Regions from separate parts of the Sus scrofa genome. Here all the other regions are linked to region 2. Evidence: chromatin contacts called from public HiChIP or PLAC-seq data. All regions are on one chromosome and are shown on one strand. Each heading gives the region's core, a stretch centred on a gene start, on an enhancer-like site or on the middle of the called end of the contact. The rest is flanking DNA. Distances are from core to core; before and after follow the strand shown. Region 1 has its middle 32 kb from the start of DDIT4. Region 2 overlaps SPOCK2 (testican-2). Region 3 has its middle 35 kb from the start of CHST3.

What was found. HiChIP or PLAC-seq counts read pairs in DNA pulled down with a chosen protein or histone mark.
Region 1: a contact with region 2 is called in an H3K27ac HiChIP or PLAC-seq map of alveolar macrophages. The contact joins two enhancer-like sites.
Region 3: a contact with region 2 is called in an H3K27ac HiChIP or PLAC-seq map of alveolar macrophages. The contact joins two enhancer-like sites. A contact is called at or near these places in 1 of 5 promoter capture datasets (fetal liver), 2 of 47 Hi-C or Micro-C datasets (embryonic fibroblasts and fetal skeletal muscle) and 1 of 2 datasets of contacts at active chromatin or transcription factors (alveolar macrophages).

The regions. Positions count from the first base shown.
Region 1 is chr14:75,147,945-75,150,644 of Sscrofa11.1, forward strand. No RefSeq gene overlaps it. Among named protein-coding and RNA genes, the nearest start is that of DDIT4, 32 kb to the left of the region's middle. Within about 2 kb of position 1,372, at least 18 of the 83 cell types and tissues checked have an H3K27ac peak or open chromatin away from gene starts, as enhancers often do. A contact at or near this core is called in alveolar macrophages, where this site is marked.
Region 2 is chr14:74,948,895-74,951,594 of Sscrofa11.1, forward strand. It overlaps SPOCK2 (testican-2), which reads right to left. Exons shown (of 12, transcript XM_021073211.1): 3 at 2,434-2,442; 4 at 2,078-2,123; 5 at 1,700-1,814; 6 at 242-356. Among named protein-coding and RNA genes, the nearest start is that of SPOCK2, 18 kb to the right of the region's middle. Within about 2 kb of position 1,252, at least 12 of the 83 cell types and tissues checked have an H3K27ac peak or open chromatin away from gene starts, as enhancers often do. A contact at or near this core is called in alveolar macrophages, where this site is marked.
Region 3 is chr14:74,814,274-74,816,973 of Sscrofa11.1, forward strand. It overlaps a transcript of PSAP not described here. Among named protein-coding and RNA genes, the nearest start is that of CHST3, 35 kb to the right of the region's middle. Within about 2 kb of position 1,293, at least 12 of the 83 cell types and tissues checked have an H3K27ac peak or open chromatin away from gene starts, as enhancers often do. A contact at or near this core is called in alveolar macrophages, where this site is marked.

The DNA of each region.
Region 1 (2,700 bases), core at 122-2,621, 200 kb after region 2:
ACAGGGCTGCAAGAGGAGAATGCAGGGGCATGGTTTTGCTGAACTTCTGCAAGAGATCAGTCTGAGACAAGGAGAGCAATGTGTCTGTGATTAACCAGCAGGAGCCTCAGCCTAAGGTGTTTCTCTCCTGCCCTGGTCTTTGAGGTGACTGGGTGCTGCGAGCTCTGGGGTACAGGAAGCACACGTTAAACAACCCTGGGGAATAACAAGCCCTTGACGGGAGGGCGGCCAGCAGAACAGGGAAGAGTATCGCCAGCCTCCTCCACCAGCTCGGCCAGGCCAAGACTTCCTTCCTCCAACCCCACAGAGGGCGGGGCGGGGGGGCACCTCTAGCTCCCAAACAAGGATTTCAGAGGGTGGTTTGGAGGCTTTCAATCAAGAAACTACAGACACTGATTTAGCAGATTCTGTGTGTTGGCTTCAGAAGATCCCTGAACTCAAGGAGCTAAAACTAATTTGGCAGGGCCACCACTCCCGCCATGCGCCATCCCCCCCCCAATCCCCCAGCTTCCAGATCAGAAGCACTGGCTCTGGTGACCTCACTTGGCTTTATCACACTTGGCTTTATTCATGCTGTTCCCCTCTGTGTGCCCCAGCGGAGCCACAAGATCCTTGAGGGCAGTTACAAAGTCTTCAAGGGTCTTCACCCACACCTGCCCCCCTCCATTTCTGCCTCATTCAGTGCCCGCACTGAGCAGATGATCAGGCGACATGCACATGGTGTGGCCTGCGTGAAGGGCCCTGGCAATGAGAGCAGCTGAGGGAGGCCGTTTTAAGGTAGTGGGGTGGGGAGTGTGGAAGGCATCCAGGAGGCGGTGAATCTAAGGTCCTGAGGCAACATGGCAGCCCAGGAATGGAGAGGGAGCCTTGGGAGGGGGCATTCTGATGGGAGCAGTGGGCTGGGGGCCCGACCCCGGGGTATCTCTCATGTGACAACTCCCAGGTTGGGGTGCCCTTGCTTGCAGGCTCACACCTATGCCTGCCAAGAGGCGAGGGTGAGATGCAGGGGCTCCTGTTACAGTCGTGACCTGGGATGGTCTCGGGGGTGCCACCTCTTCCAAGAAGCTGACTTTTGAAGACTCTGCCCGGCCACGGACATCACGATGCGTTTGCACTGGCCTCAGCTGTTGATTAAACCTCCGTCCGTGCAACTAGCACTCCAGGAAGAACACTCTCTTCCTCACAGCGTGTCCCTGCTCCTGTTTTTCACGTTTATGGGCATCAGGTGATTTGAAGAGGGATCCACACCCAGAGGAGCGCACCCAGTGAGGTCAGCTGAGAAAACAACTGCCTCCGCTCTGTTTTCCCTCGTTATTCTGGGAGCTGCAGGCTTGGGCCTCCGGTCACCCCTGGGCTTGTCCCCGCCCCCCAGTGCTTCTCTTCTGTCCCCGCTCCAGCCTCAAGCCTGCCCAAACTGTTGTTTATCAACACAGACCAGAACATTCCGCTGCCAGCAGAAACACACATGGCGATGGCACTGCCATCCCACACCCTGTCGTCAACACACTCCCACGCACTGTTTGCCGCTGTCAAAGCTGTGCTCACACACACATTCTGCGCCCCTCCCCCCCCCGCCAACACAGCTGTTCCCCACTGCTTGGAACCCAGCCCTCCACCTTGCACACATTCTCTGTGGGTTTTTCTCACGCGTGCTCACGGCGGAGGCTTACACTTGTGGTTCAGGCCAGCACACACTCTGCCCTGTGATCGGATCTGTCTGTTTCACCACCTGTGACTGTGTGACCTTAGGCAATGGACTTAACCTCTCTGGACATCAGAGGCCTCATCTGTAGAATAGGGATCACAGTTACTGTATGCGGCTTTTCCCGTGGGCTCAGGGGGCGGATGAGAGAGCAGGCATGCAGTAAGAGCTCAGTCAATGGGAGCTCTGATGGTGGGATGACGAATGTTGTGGATCCTTTCTGGAATCTGGCTGTTGGTTTTCCTTTCCCATGCCCAGCAGTTGGCCTCACCTCATGTTCACACCTTCCGGGCTGTGTGACCTGTCGGCTTCTCAGGTCCTCACTGGTGAAATGGCTTTAACAGCTGCCCGGCCAGGCCCAGAGGCCGGCTGTGAGGGGCACAGGGAGAGGTTACCATTGTGCTTGGGAAGCTCTTCAATTGGCCACAGCTGCAGGGCGTTGTAGAAGGAAAGGATTTGAATGGGGCAACAGCCAAACTAAGGCATTTTCAGCTGCTTTCCATCTTCCCTCAGCTCCTCCGTTGATCCTGAAACTGGACTCAGAGTTTCCATTTCAGCTCTGCTGGGGGCTGAAGGCTTTGCAGAGGCCACGTGGCCCCAAAGCTGTACCTGGGGCTTCGGGCCGCCCGCACCCCCACCCTCCCCCATCACCTTCCATCAGGCACAGCTGCTCGTCCCAGCAGGACCTGCCGTGCTGAACCCTCCCTCCGGCTCACGGATCTTATGTTCTCTCACTTCCCCCCAGAGGCTAAGGGTCCCTGGCCCTCTCCTCATGCTCCCTTCCATCCCTCATGCTCCCTTCCACCCTGTCATCTTCTCTAGGACACATTTTTTTTTTTTTTTTTTTTTTGTCTTTTTGCCTTTAGTAAGGGCTGCTTCTGCGGCATATGGAGGTTCCCAGGCCAGGGATCGAATCGGAGCTGTAGCCGCCAAGCCTATGCCACAGTCACAGCAACGCCAGATCAGAGCTGCGTCTTCGACTTACATCACGGCTCACA
Region 2 (2,700 bases), core at 2-2,501:
CCCAAACCTCATGGTTCCTAGTTGGATTCATTTCTGCTGTGCCACAACGGGAACTCCTAGCTCAGGCTCTTGAGCTGCTCAGCCTGGGTTTGCTTGGTTCCCCTACTGTGATTAGGCCACACTGAATGCAAGAGCATCTGGCCCCATGTCAGCACTGATTGCCCCACAGAAGGGTGGGCTGAGTTTCCTCTCTGTTCCCTGTGGCTTCAAGCGCACCCAACCCGGGGCTGGGGTTCCTCACCACTGAGCTGTAAGTGTGGCCATCAGAGCCACAGACGGAGGCGAGCTGGGCCATGTGACAGGGCTTACAGGCAGTGTCTTTGTTTCCATGGAGTTTCAGGGCGGGCTGCTTGATCCTACAGGAGGAGCGGGATGGGAGGGCACAAGGATGGAGGCAAAAATGAGAGAGGGACAGGGGAAGGGAGGGTTCAGGAGACTGGTTCCAGCAAGAAGCTGCTCTTGGTGACCTATAGGACACGCAGCTGCCTCCCTGCCCCTGCCCCCACTCCCATCACCCCCAGGAGACCCTCCTCTAGTTCACAATGGTAGAATCATCAGGGCAGAGTAAAGACCCCCCGTTTCTCCTCTCCAGCAAGGGTTTTTGTTTTGAATTGAGTTATTCACCAACATTTGCAACATGGAAACATTCATATAAAAATCTGGATTCCTGGCTTTGGTGAAACGTAAGGCATGGCAGTCTTGTCCTGCATTTCCAGAGGGCCTGAGCTCCCCAGAGTGGTCCATCACTGAGCTCTCTTCATCCATGGACATCACCTGCCAGGCCGCTACCAGCATCTGAGATTGTAACCCTACATCTCCGGTCCCTGATTCTATGATTAGGGAGAAAGAGAAGAGAAATGGGATCTTCCCCAGAGCCCTTGGAGTCAGGCAGGGTCTTGACATTGGGCCGGGAGCTCAGGCTTCATAGGCCCCTCACTCTTTCCTTCCTCTATGAACTTGGCCTGAAATATGTCATGAAGTCGTTGCATGTCAGAGCTGGAAGGAACCTCAAACTAACTGGGCCAACCTATTTGCCTTACAGAAAAGGACACCAAGGCCCAGAGAGGACATGTGCCTTTCCCTGGGTCCCACAATTGGGTGACCGATCTCATACAGTGTGATGGTTTTGAAATATGTCCATAGACATATTTCCTCCTCCCTCCAAAAGATGGAGCCTAATTCCTCTCCCCCAAAATGCGGCAGGACTTATGACTCACTCCTAACAAACAGAAGTGGCATGGGTAACAACGTGACTTCTGAGACCAGGTCATAAATGACATTGCGGCTTCCTCCTTTGCTCTCTCTCCCTTGGATGACTTGCTTCATGGGAAGCAAGCTGTCATGTTGTGAGCACACTCAAGCATCCCTATGGAGAGGCCTCCTTAACTAGGGTCAACAAGTGGGGGAGCTTGGAAGTGGGTCTTCTGGCCCCAGTCCAGCCTTCAGATGATGCAACCTCAGCCGGTATCCTGACCGTAACCTCCTGACATTCCCTGAGTCAGAACCAACCAGTAGAACCACGTGTGATTCCTGACGCTTACAAACGGTGTGAGATAATACACATTTGTTGTCTCAAGCCACTAAGCTTTGGGTAGTTTGTTTTGCAGCAAGAGATAACTAATACAAAGGAGAGGATCAGTGAAGCCCCTGCCCTTTAAGCAACCCCCCTCCAGCCCCCTCAGCTTCCCAAGGCCCTCACCTGTGCTCCAGCTTCTTGCGGCTGATGCACATGGCCCGCTGGTAGCCCTGAGCAATGCACACCTTGTGACGGCTGCACTTCACCTTCTGGCAGGGGTCCTTGGTGGTATCCAGGGCTGCAGGGGCGCAGAGTTAGGACACAGGTCACCTGGGAATCCATGCCAGAGAGCCCTGGAACCCACCCCCAGCCTCCCTTCCGAGCTGGGAAGCCCCTCTCTCTGGCAGCCCTCGATAATCAGAGCTCCTTAGCTCAGACGTCCCACCCTTATCAGCGCCTGGCTCCCCAAGGAGCCTCAAAGGCCACAATTAGGATTTGCCCTCTGGTCTCGGATCTTCACAGGTGTCAGTCACCTTCCTGCACCTGCGAGGGGTATGTTACCTTCATCTCCTTGCTGATTGTCCTCCCAGCTCTTGATGTAGTCGTCCTGAGGAAGGTGAGAGGCAGGAGGGGAAGGGAACAGACCAGAGGGCTGGACCACCTCTTCCACAGGCCAAGTGCCACCGTGCGCATGGCTTCCCACACGATCCCTGTCTACCCAGGCCCTGCCAGCTGCCTCCCCCAGACCTCTATCCCCCTAAACCCACATCCCCAAATCCCTTCCAGCCTCTCCCACAAGTTCTATTTCCCTCTCCCCGCTCCCATGCTGGATGCTGCCGGGAAGGAGAAATCAGGGTGAGGATGCAGAGGGAGAAGAATGGGAATACACATGCAGTGGCGCCCCGGACAGTACTCACCTCCACCTCCTGGGGATCAGGAAGCAGCAGCAGGCCACCGGAAATGGAGCAGGAGGAGAGAGAGAGAGAGAGAGATGGGGATTTAGTGTGAGGTCCACCCTCGGACCATGTGGTCCCAAGGCTTCCCAGGCCTCATCATGCTGACGGTGGATGCCGGGCAACAGTCTTCAATGACTATGGTCCTCTGAGCTTTATGCCTCCAGTGGGAGGCCAGTACTTTACCACAGAGAGCTTAAGGCCTGGCCCGCTCAGGGCTAGTCTTAGGAG
Region 3 (2,700 bases), core at 43-2,542, 130 kb before region 2:
AAAAAAAAAAAAAAAAAGATGCATGGGAATTCCCATTGTGGCTCAGTGGTAACAAATCTGACTAGTGTCCTTGAGGACTCAGGTTTGAATCCTTGCCTTGCTCAGTGGGTTGGGGATCCAGCATTGTCATGAGCTGTGGTGTGGGTCGCAGACGCAGCTTGGATCCCACGTTGCTGTGGCTGTGGTGCAGGCCAGCAGCGGCAGCTCTGATTTGATCCTTAATCTGGGAACTTCCATGTGCAGTGAATGCAGCCCTAAAAAGACAAAAAAAAAAAACACCTAAAAATAAAACTACCATGAGATCCAGCAATGCCATGCCTGAATATTTATCCAAAGGAATGAAAAGACTACTTTGAAAAGATATATGCACCCTATGTTCACTGTAGCATTATTCACAAGAGCAAAGATAGGGAAGCAACCTATGAATCCTCGATAAATGTATAAAGACAATGTGGTGCATGAATAATGAATATGTGATTGCGTACACATATATATGCATGTACAATTACATATTAATTACTCAGCTGTAAAAAGCATGAAATCTTGCCATTTGCAACAACACAGATGGATCTAGAAGGTGTTTGGCTAAGGGAAATAAATCTGACAGAGGAAGACAAATACCCTGATTTCACTCATATGTGGAATCTTAAGAAAACAAAAACAAATGAACATAAAAAAATGGAAACAGACTTACAGAGGCAGAGAAAAACACTGGTGGTTGTCAGAGGGAGGGGGTGAGGGGGTGGGAAAAAATAGGTGAAGGAAATTAGAAGGTACAGATTTCCAGCTATAAAATAAAGAAGTCATGAGATGTAATGTGCAGCATAGGGAATATAGTCAAAGTAGTGTAACAACTCTATGGTGAAAGGTGGTAATTAGACTTATCCTGCTGATCATTTTGTAATGTATCAAGTATTTTACACCTGAAACTAAAATAATGTTGTAAGTCAGTTATATGTCATTTTAAAAAAAGAATTATAACTCAAGGCTGTTTTCGTTTGTTTGTTTTGTTTTTGTTTTTGTTTGTCTTTGTGCCATTTCTGGGGCCGCTCCCGCGGCTTATGGTGGTTCCCAGGCTAGGGGTCTAATCGGAGCTGTAGCTGCCGTCCTACACCAGAGCCACAGCAACTCGGGATCCGAGTCACGGCTGCAACCTACACCACAGCTCACGACAACGTGTTTTTGTTTTCTTAATCTACACGTGTAACACTGAGGGTGGAGAGGGGAGCATATCCAGTGGCACAGTGCTAAGAAATCTGCCCTCTGGCGGCCATTTCCAGCATAGCATCAGAGAGGCAAGGAAACCCAGCACTTGCTATCCCAGGACTGACCACACGAGGGCAGGAGAACACAACCTTTGCTGCACTAACCTGGCAAACTGCTTCCAAACTGCTGAAGCCTCACAGCCAGCCAGATGCCCAAGCAACTGGCACAGCTGGCGAGGGAGAGCCAGGCTGGGGCAGGAGTGACCTTACAGAACCGTCCACAGGAATGAGGTCCAATGCACCCCCACTAGCAGGCTTGGCTCTTTTCTCTGGCTTCCACAGCAGCTCTAGGCAGGGGCGGCCCAGATCCCTCAACTCCAGGGGGCTGAGGAGGCTGCAGAACTGGACAGCAGCGACCCACAGGTAATGGGTGCCAATGCATTTTTCAAAAGAATTAGAACAAATAGTCCTAATATTTGTACAGCACCACAAAACACCCTGAAGACCTAAAACAATCTTGATACAGAAGAATAAAGCTGGAGGTAGCATGCTCCCAGATTTCAAATTATATCCTAAATCTACAGTAATCAAAAAGGTTTGGGGACAACAACAACAACAACAATAACAAAAAGACAAAAAGACAAAAAAAAAAAAAGGTTTGGGGGAGTTCCCGTCGTGGCTCAGCAGAAACAAATCTGACTAACATCCATGAGGATGCAGGTTCCATCCTTGGGCTCGCTCAGTGGGCTAAGGATCCAGCATTGCCTTGAGCTGTGGTGTAGGTTGCAGAGATGGCTTGGATCTGGTGTTGCTATGGCTGTGGTGTAGGCCAGAAGCTACAGCTCCAATTGGACCCCTAGCCTGGGAACCCCCATATGTCACAGGTGCGGCCCTAAAATAAAAAGACCAAAACAGAAAAAAAAAAAAAAAAAAAGGTTTGGTACTGGCACAAAACAGACACATAGATCTATGGAAGAGAATAGAGAATCCAGAAAAAAAAACCCTACACTTAATATTATTCATTTTATGGCTGTGCCAGCAGCATGCATAAGTTCCTTGGCCAAGGATTCAATTGCCACCATAGCACTTTAACCACGGGGCCACCAGGGAACTCCAAACCCACACTTATGTGGTCAATAAAGCTACAACAAAAGGAGGCAAGACTCTCCATGAGGAAAAGGTGGCCTCCACTCAATACGTGGTAATGGCAAAACTGGACAATTAGATGAAAACAATGAAACAGGGCTGCTTTCTCACACCAGACAAAATAAACTGAAAACAGATTAGAGACTTACATGGAAGACCTGAAGCCATGACACTTCTACAGGAAAACATAGGCAGTACGCTCTTTGACAGCAGCCTTAGAAATATATATATATATATATATTTATAAATTAAATGTATGCATTTAAATCCATCTTCTCAGGCAAGTGAAAGCAAAAGCAAAGATAAACTAGACTACTAAAAGGCAATTCCAAAGCCAAGGAGACTACCG